Regions from separate parts of the Mus musculus genome. Here region 2 is linked to region 1. Evidence: chromatin contacts called from public HiChIP or PLAC-seq data. All regions are on one chromosome and are shown on one strand. Each heading gives the region's core, a stretch centred on a gene start, on an enhancer-like site or on the middle of the called end of the contact. The rest is flanking DNA. Distances are from core to core; before and after follow the strand shown. Region 1 overlaps Tnfrsf21 (tumor necrosis factor receptor superfamily, member 21). Region 2 holds the start of Tdrd6 (tudor domain containing 6).

Region 1 (3,731 bases), core at 169-2,668:
GCTCGGAGACGTACGTTCCTGCTGGGCACTTGTCGCAGGTTAGCACCTGGCCAGTGGTACGGTCAACATGGCGGTAGGTGCCAGGGAGACTCAGAGTCTTTTGTTCTGGTTGAGCTGTGATGGTGCTGAGGAATCCAAGCTGAAAGAAATAAGAGAGGTGTCAGATAGAGGAGCAGAGGCGAACAGAGCAACAGCAACAGCAACAGCAATAACAGGTCATCACCACTGTTCAAGATCTGGCGGGTACCACACCAACTTGACATCAGAAAGAGGGAGGTGTGTGCCAAAGTTGTCATTTCTATAGCACCTGCATACCTGATGATAAACTTTTGTTTTGTTTTGTTTTGTTTTGTTTTGTTTTAACAAACAGCCATACTTTTGACAGTCCTGTTATGTGCATTAAACAATGGAGCTGGTGCTTTTAGATTCAAACGCAGTTTGTCCAGTCTCTGAAGGCCACAACCGATAGACACAATCCCTGCAGGCATCCATTGAGAAATCTACCCATTGAGCTTGGGTCCAGCAAGAATAACTCAGTGTTCATGTTCTAAAATAAAAACTTCACCCAGCAGGTCAGAGTTTCACCAACTTCCAGATTAAAAACTTGGAGGACCCGTTGGGTGTGGTAGCATATGCCTTTAATCCCAGCACTTGGGAGGCAGAAGCAGGCGGATCTCTGAGTTTGGAGCTAGTCTGGTCTACCAATTGAGTTCTAAGATAGCCAGGGCTACATGGAGACACCCTGTCTGGACAAACCACACACACACACACACACACACACACACACACACACACACACACACACACACCTGGGGGTATCCCAAGTTCCAAGTCCTGAGATGCTGTGAAAGAGAAGCAGGGAGCAAAAGACTAGAGTGACTGCTTCCCTGGGGCTGTCAAAATGAAGGCCCTGATAGTCTTTGCCATCCTCAGTGAGATGGAGAAATTTGTATGAAAATCATGGCTGCCCCAAGCTACCAGCTACCGAACAAATTCCTTCTAGATTTACAGATTTACAGCTACATCGGTAACTGAAAGAACAAAGCAAAAGAAAAAGAAAAAAAACTGCTTGCAAGGTGATCAAGAGTCTGTCTTCTTAGCATCTCGAAACTTGACCCCAGTCTATTCTTTTCCCAACCCCACAGTTATGTGGGGCCAGGGTACTTCCCCGCCTCTCACCGGTTCTTGAGGTTTCCTCCTTAGAGTTTACGATATACTTAGTTTTCTTCCTTCTGAGTCTGAAAGTAGGGGCAGAGGTGGTTGGCGATGGATAGTGGTTGGTTTTCTTGTTGGGAAATTTAATTTCATATTGGAAATTGAGAAAGAGAAGATCCTGCTACTTGGTGGTAAGTCTCCTCTCTCAGCGTTTGGCTTGGCCCTTCCTTTTCCTGCTCCCTCTACTTGCACAACCAGCCCAGACACCCTATCCGGAGTTCAGCAGATGCCCAGGGTGGAGGAAACCATCTGTCCAATGGAGCCCGAGTACAAGATTAGTGCCCCACCCCCACTGTAGACTCAAAAGTGTGCACCCTGGGGAGATACACAAAGCTCTAGGAAATGGAGCCTCAACCCCAGCCTTCCCCACCCAGGGCTCCTGATCCAGGGAGCCACCCTGAGTGTGCACATTGCTGACAACACCCACCAGACTAGACAAGGGTCCAGACTTTTGTTCTAAGACAGGGATGGTAGGTTCTTTCCTGATGTCTGACTTGTTGGGGTCACTTAGCTGTGTTCAAACCCCACCCAGCAACTGCACATTCCCTACACTCTATACCATGCTTGCTCCATTTGGGATTCTTGATTTCGTGGGGGTAAAATTATTTTGAAGATATTTTGTTTTGAGATAGAGTCTTATTTTATAACCCAGGCTGGCCTCGTGGAAATCCTGACTCAGACTCTCCAGTTGCTGCTGGGATTACAGGTATGAGCCACGGAGCTGGGCTAGTTTGCACAACCATGCCTGGCTCCTTTATCAGTTTTTAAGGGACTATAATGCTGACCTATAAAATTACCTCATCTATCTCCTGCAAACAGAATAAAGGAGAGTGTGAATTAACTGTGTTTAGCGAAGTGGATGGAGGAAGAAACCAGTGGGACAAGAAGCAAGCGCTGAACTGGACAAAAATCACAGGGCTGCCTCTTGCCAAGGAGCAATGGGAGGTAGGCTCCAAGCCCCCTCACTTCTGTCTCAAACAGAGCAGCTCTGCTTTGCAAAGCCTAATCAGAGGGAAGGCCTGTTGAGAGCAGAGCTTATTACTCAAACAAGACTACAGGGTCCTCTAAAGTCTCTCCCAATTCCAGAGTCAATAGCTAATCCCACTGTGCTATTTAAAGAAGAAGAAGGAAAAACTGTATCTAAACAAGAGTTTCCCCTTCCAAGTTGTGGAAGTACTTGCCGGTACTAGGGAGACTCAGACAAGAGGATCACAGGATCCAGACCAGTCTGAGCTACATAAAGAAACTTTGTCCCAAAACAAAACAATATCCCCTTGTGATGGCGCAAGTTTGTAAACCCAACACTTGAGAAGCTGAGGTAGGAGGATCAGGAGTTCAAGGCTATCTTTGGCTACACGTCAAGTTTGAGAGTCACTTGAGCTACCTGAGAACATGCCTCTACATACATACATACATACATACATAGTTCACACACATATACGCACGCACGCACGCACATCCACACATGCACATATGTGCACCTCACACATTAGCTCTTCCCTCTAACCCCATGGATCTGGGCAGAAATAGACCAAATGGAAGACAATATTTAAAGATGGCCCCTGCACAATATAAAAAGATTATAGTGAAAGCTAACCCTAGAGGAGAAGACAAACAAATGGGAAAGGGGAGACAAGGTCATGGATAGTGAGAGTCAAGAAAACCGAGGCTGGGTCCTTCCAATTAAGACCCTTGATTCCTCTCCCAACCCCCACCATGTGTATAGACATGGCTAAGACAGGTCAGAGAGATCTAACATAGTTTCCGGCTTTTGAGTATAAAACTGAAATTGCCCGGGAAGAGTGTGTATCAAGTGGATACATCAGTCTACCTGTAATTCCATCACAGAGGTGTCAGCGGATCCCTAGAAGAAACAGGCTAGAGAGATGACACATATCACTGAGCTCTGGGTTTGGCTTAAGCACCTGCCTCGCCAAATAGGAAGGAAGAGCAATTGAGAATGGCTCCCAATGTCAACCTTGGGGCTCCATGTGCACATGGAACCACACATGAGAGCCCAGACACACGCAAACACACACACACACACATGAAAATGGAAAAAGAAAAAATAATACTGTCTGAGATGATTTTTGAAAGTACTTTCTTCATGTACCTCGTCTTATCTCTGAGATCGTTGTGAGTATACAACAGGGTGAGGAACTTATTTTGTTTGGCTGTGAGGTTTTTTTTTTCTTGCCTTTTTAATCAATCTGAGTGTTTCTGGTATCTAACTAACTCTTGAGTCCCTAACACTAAACCAAGACCCCTCTGACTGTAAAATTCTTTGATCCTGAGCCACATTTTGGATACAACCCAATCTCACAGTCAGAGTCACCCCCTTCTCTACCTAACCTGGCATTTTTAAATAACTTGATATTAGCATTTTACTTCCACCCCCCCTCAATAAACATCTATGTAATAGTCCTAGCAATTTGGAACTACAGATTCTCAGCTTCCCCGTTCTCTTGTTTGAGTTGGTTTTGTGTATGCAAAGGGAAAAAAAGCCAACCATGTTG
Region 2 (3,444 bases), core at 123-2,622, 590 kb before region 1:
CCGTCTCTCCAGATCCCTGCTAAGGATTTATTTTAATTCAATGTGTGTTTTTCTTCCATAAAGAGAAAAAAAAAAAAAGAATTGGGGAAAAGGAGGAAATGAAAATGAACTTTTCAAGGATAAGCTCAACGTGGAGAAGCGAAAGCTTCGGAAAATCAGATTTGTTCATTCAATAGCTACTGTGCATTTCATTTCCTCCCCCCCCCCCATGTGGGCTAGTGGGAAATCAGATAACAATTTGCAACACAATGATGGGGAAAGAAACCGTTCGAGGAGATTACAAGCGTAGGTAGCTTCTAATCTGGAACCCACTGCAATTTAGTTAGGCCAGGGGCACAATTAAGCGCTGTCTTGTTTTCTTGTATTCTGAAACCTGAAGTGAGATGAGATGTATAGGCAAACCGGAAAGTCCTCTGGGGATGTATACAACTTTGCGAATGCACAACAAATCGAATGCAATTGACTAGTAGGCGCACCTCAAATTATACCTGCATTTTCCATACCGCTTCTATCACCCTTGTCAGAGATTTCTATGGTAAATTAGGCGAAGACATTTGATACAATAGACAGGCCAAGAGTTTGCAGAAATAACCCAGTCCTCTTGGTTTGGGGGGGTGGGGGGGTGATATGTGTGCTGCGGGGTGGATCTACTTGTGTGCTCACTTTGAATCCATAGAGTATCTATCTTCAAAGTTAGGTGCCCTAGCTGCATGTAGCTAGGCAACAAGGGAAGGAGGGAAGAAAGCCATGCCAGACAAAGTGCTGAGAAGAAACCGTAGACCTCAGACTTTATATTAAGCGCCTAAAGGGATCTGTCATTCAGACACGAAACAGGGTCATAGATTACAGAGGCTCTGGCAACCTGCTCCAGGTCTCCAACGCACCAGGTGGGGGGAAAAATTCATCCGGGCCCTGCAAGGCGCAAGCGCACTGCTGGGCCTGAACTAGGCCTTGCCTAGAACCAGGAAAGTTCCAGCCTCAACGCCCAGGAAGGCACCGTTGACGCATCCATTTTTTTCCCCTTCCCAGTTTCTCTTCGAGAACTCCAATGGCTGGCACCGTGCTTGGCGCTCGGTGCTCCATCCACTGTGAGAAAATTGAAACCGAGGGGGAGTCCAGCCCCTGCGATCCTACTGGATCTCTGCCAGGCATTGCCACTGAACTCCCCCGGAGTCAAAAGCATCCTGGAAAGAAGCAGTGCACATCCTAACCCTGTCCCGCACAGGCTTGCTGGTAGTCCCCAGGCGTCCCCTGCGCCAGGAAGCCACCCCTTGGTCGCCTTGAAACCCCCCGCGCCGAGAAGGCAGGCAGCCACGCGCTATCTGAGCCTGCGAGGCACTGTGGGCGGTTGGCCGGCCGCCGGCTGCTACCAGTCGCGAGTCCCCGAGGCCCTGCGCCGGGCGCCTGGACGAAGGATCGCCTCTCCGGGCGTCCTTCCCCTTGCCTCGGTGCCCCGGACCTGGCCCGGTGGGACCGTCTCCGGACGCTCGGAGCAGCTCTCGGTTGGCCGCAGCCATGAGTTCGACTCCGGGGCTGCCCACTCCCGGGGCCTCGCTGGCCCTGCGGGTGTCCTTCGTGGACGTGCATCCCGAGGTGATCCCAGTGCAGCTGTGGGGACTGGTGGGTCAGCGGCGGGAGGAGTACGTGCGGCTGAGCCGGGAGATCCAGGAGGCAGCAGCCACGCGCGGTCCCTGGGCGCTGGGTGGGGCGTCGGCATCGCCGGGAGAGCTGTGCCTGGTGCAGGTGGGGCTCATGTGGCACCGCTGCCGCGTGGTCAGCCGCCAGGCGCAAGACAGCCGCGTCTTCCTGCTGGATGAGGGCCGCACCATCACGGCGGGCGCGGGCTCGCTGGCGCCAGGGCGTAGCGAGTTCTTCCACCTGCCCTCCGAGGTGCTGGGCTGTGTGCTAGCAGGGCTGGTGCCCGCGGGCGGTGGTGGCACTGGCGGTGGCGAACCCCAGCAATGGTCCCCCAGGGCTGTGGATTTCCTTAGCAACCTGCAGGGCAAGGAGGTGCACGGACGGGTCCTGGATGTGTTGCTCCTCCATCGCCTGGTGCTGCTGGAGGTGCCAGTTGTGTCTCAGCAGATGGAGGAGCTGGGTCTGGCCCGGCAAGTGCCGGACAGCCTCTTCTGTTCGCTGCTCAAACGCTACCTGACTGCGGCAGGGCAGGGCAGCTCCGGAGCTCCAGTTCTCCCGCGAGCCGCGCCCAAACAAGAGCATCCTGGGTTGGATTACTTTTATCCCCAACTGCAGCTGGGAGTGACGGAGCCGGTGGTAGTAACCCAAGTATGCCATCCCCACCGAATTCACTGTCAACTGCGGAGCCTCTCGCAGGAGATCCACCGTCTCTCTGAGAGCATGGCCCAGGTATACCGGGCGCCTGTGGGGACAGATGATGAGGACTCTGGCAGTGCCACCTGGGAGGAGAGGGAGGAGAGCCCTGACAAACCGGGATCTCCATGTGCTTCCTGTGGCTTGGACGGACAGTGGTACCGGGCTCTCTTGCTTGAGACCTTCAGGCCTCAGCGCTGTGCTCAGGTGCTTCACGTCGATTACGGAAGGAAAGAACTAGTAAGCTGCAGCAGCCTCCGCTATCTGCTGCCGGAGTATTTTCGAATGCCTGTGGTGACCTACCCTTGTGCGTTGTACGGACTCTGGGACTGCGGGAGAGGCTGGTCCCGGTCCCAAGTAGGTGATCTGAAAGCTCTGATCCTGGGCCAGGCAGTGAATGCGAAGATTGAATTTTACTGTTCCTTTGAGCATATGTATTATGTCACCCTGTATGGGGAAGATGGGATTAATCTCAACAGTGCATTCGGAGTACAATCCTGTTGCCTGGCTGACTGGTTTCTTCAGAGCCAGGGGATAGAGGAGGAAGAGGAGGAAGATGAGGACGAAGTGGAGGCAGCGTTTCAGTCTCAGTCCCCCGCTGAGGAAATGGAGGCGGAAGTTTCCCTCCCCTCCTTGAGATCCATCAGGCTGAAGATGAACACCTTCTATGACGCCCAGGTGGAGTTCGTGAAGAGCCCTTCGGAGTTCTGGATTCGCCTTAGAAAGCACAAGAACACCTTCAGCAAGCTGACGAAGAGAATGTGCAGTTTCTATTCTTCTGCCAGTAAGCTGGATGGGGTTATTTTGAGACCAGAACCGGATGACCTTTGCTGTGTAAAATGGAAAGAAAATGGCTATTACCGAGCCACGGTCACCCGATTAGACAGCAAGAGTGTGGATGTGTTCCTGGTGGACCGGGGCAACTCTGAGAATGTGGACTGGTGTGATGTGAGAATGTTGTTGCCTCAGTTTAGACAGCTACCGATACTGGCTCTGAAGTGCACCCTGGCTGACATCTGGCCTCTGGGGAAAACTTGGAGCCAGGAAGCCACCTCATTTTTTAAAAAGACGGTACTCCACAAAGAATTGGTGGTCCATGTTCTTGATAAGCAG

The links. HiChIP or PLAC-seq counts read pairs in DNA pulled down with a chosen protein or histone mark.
Region 2: an H3K27ac HiChIP or PLAC-seq map of embryonic stem cells shows a contact between it and region 1, with 8 read pairs. The contact joins the promoter of Tdrd6 here to the enhancer-like site in region 1. A contact is called at or near these places in 2 of 39 promoter capture datasets (cranial neural crest and liver), 3 of 115 datasets of contacts at active chromatin or transcription factors (embryonic stem cells and large pre-B cells) and 2 of 9 other capture datasets (embryonic stem cells and liver).

Annotation. Positions count from the first base shown.
Region 1 is chr17:43,034,003-43,037,733 of GRCm38.p6, reverse strand. It overlaps Tnfrsf21 (tumor necrosis factor receptor superfamily, member 21), which reads right to left. Exons shown (of 6, transcript NM_178589.3): 2 at 1-139. Among named protein-coding and RNA genes, the nearest start is that of Tnfrsf21, 19 kb to the right of the region's middle. Within about 2 kb of position 1,418, at least 36 of the 459 cell types and tissues checked have an H3K27ac peak or open chromatin away from gene starts, as enhancers often do. A contact at or near this core is called in embryonic stem cells, where this site is marked.
Region 2 is chr17:43,628,227-43,631,670 of GRCm38.p6, reverse strand. Tdrd6 (tudor domain containing 6) reads left to right here and starts at 1,372. Exons shown (of 5, transcript NM_001161366.1): 1 at 1,372-3,444. The coding sequence starts at 1,516.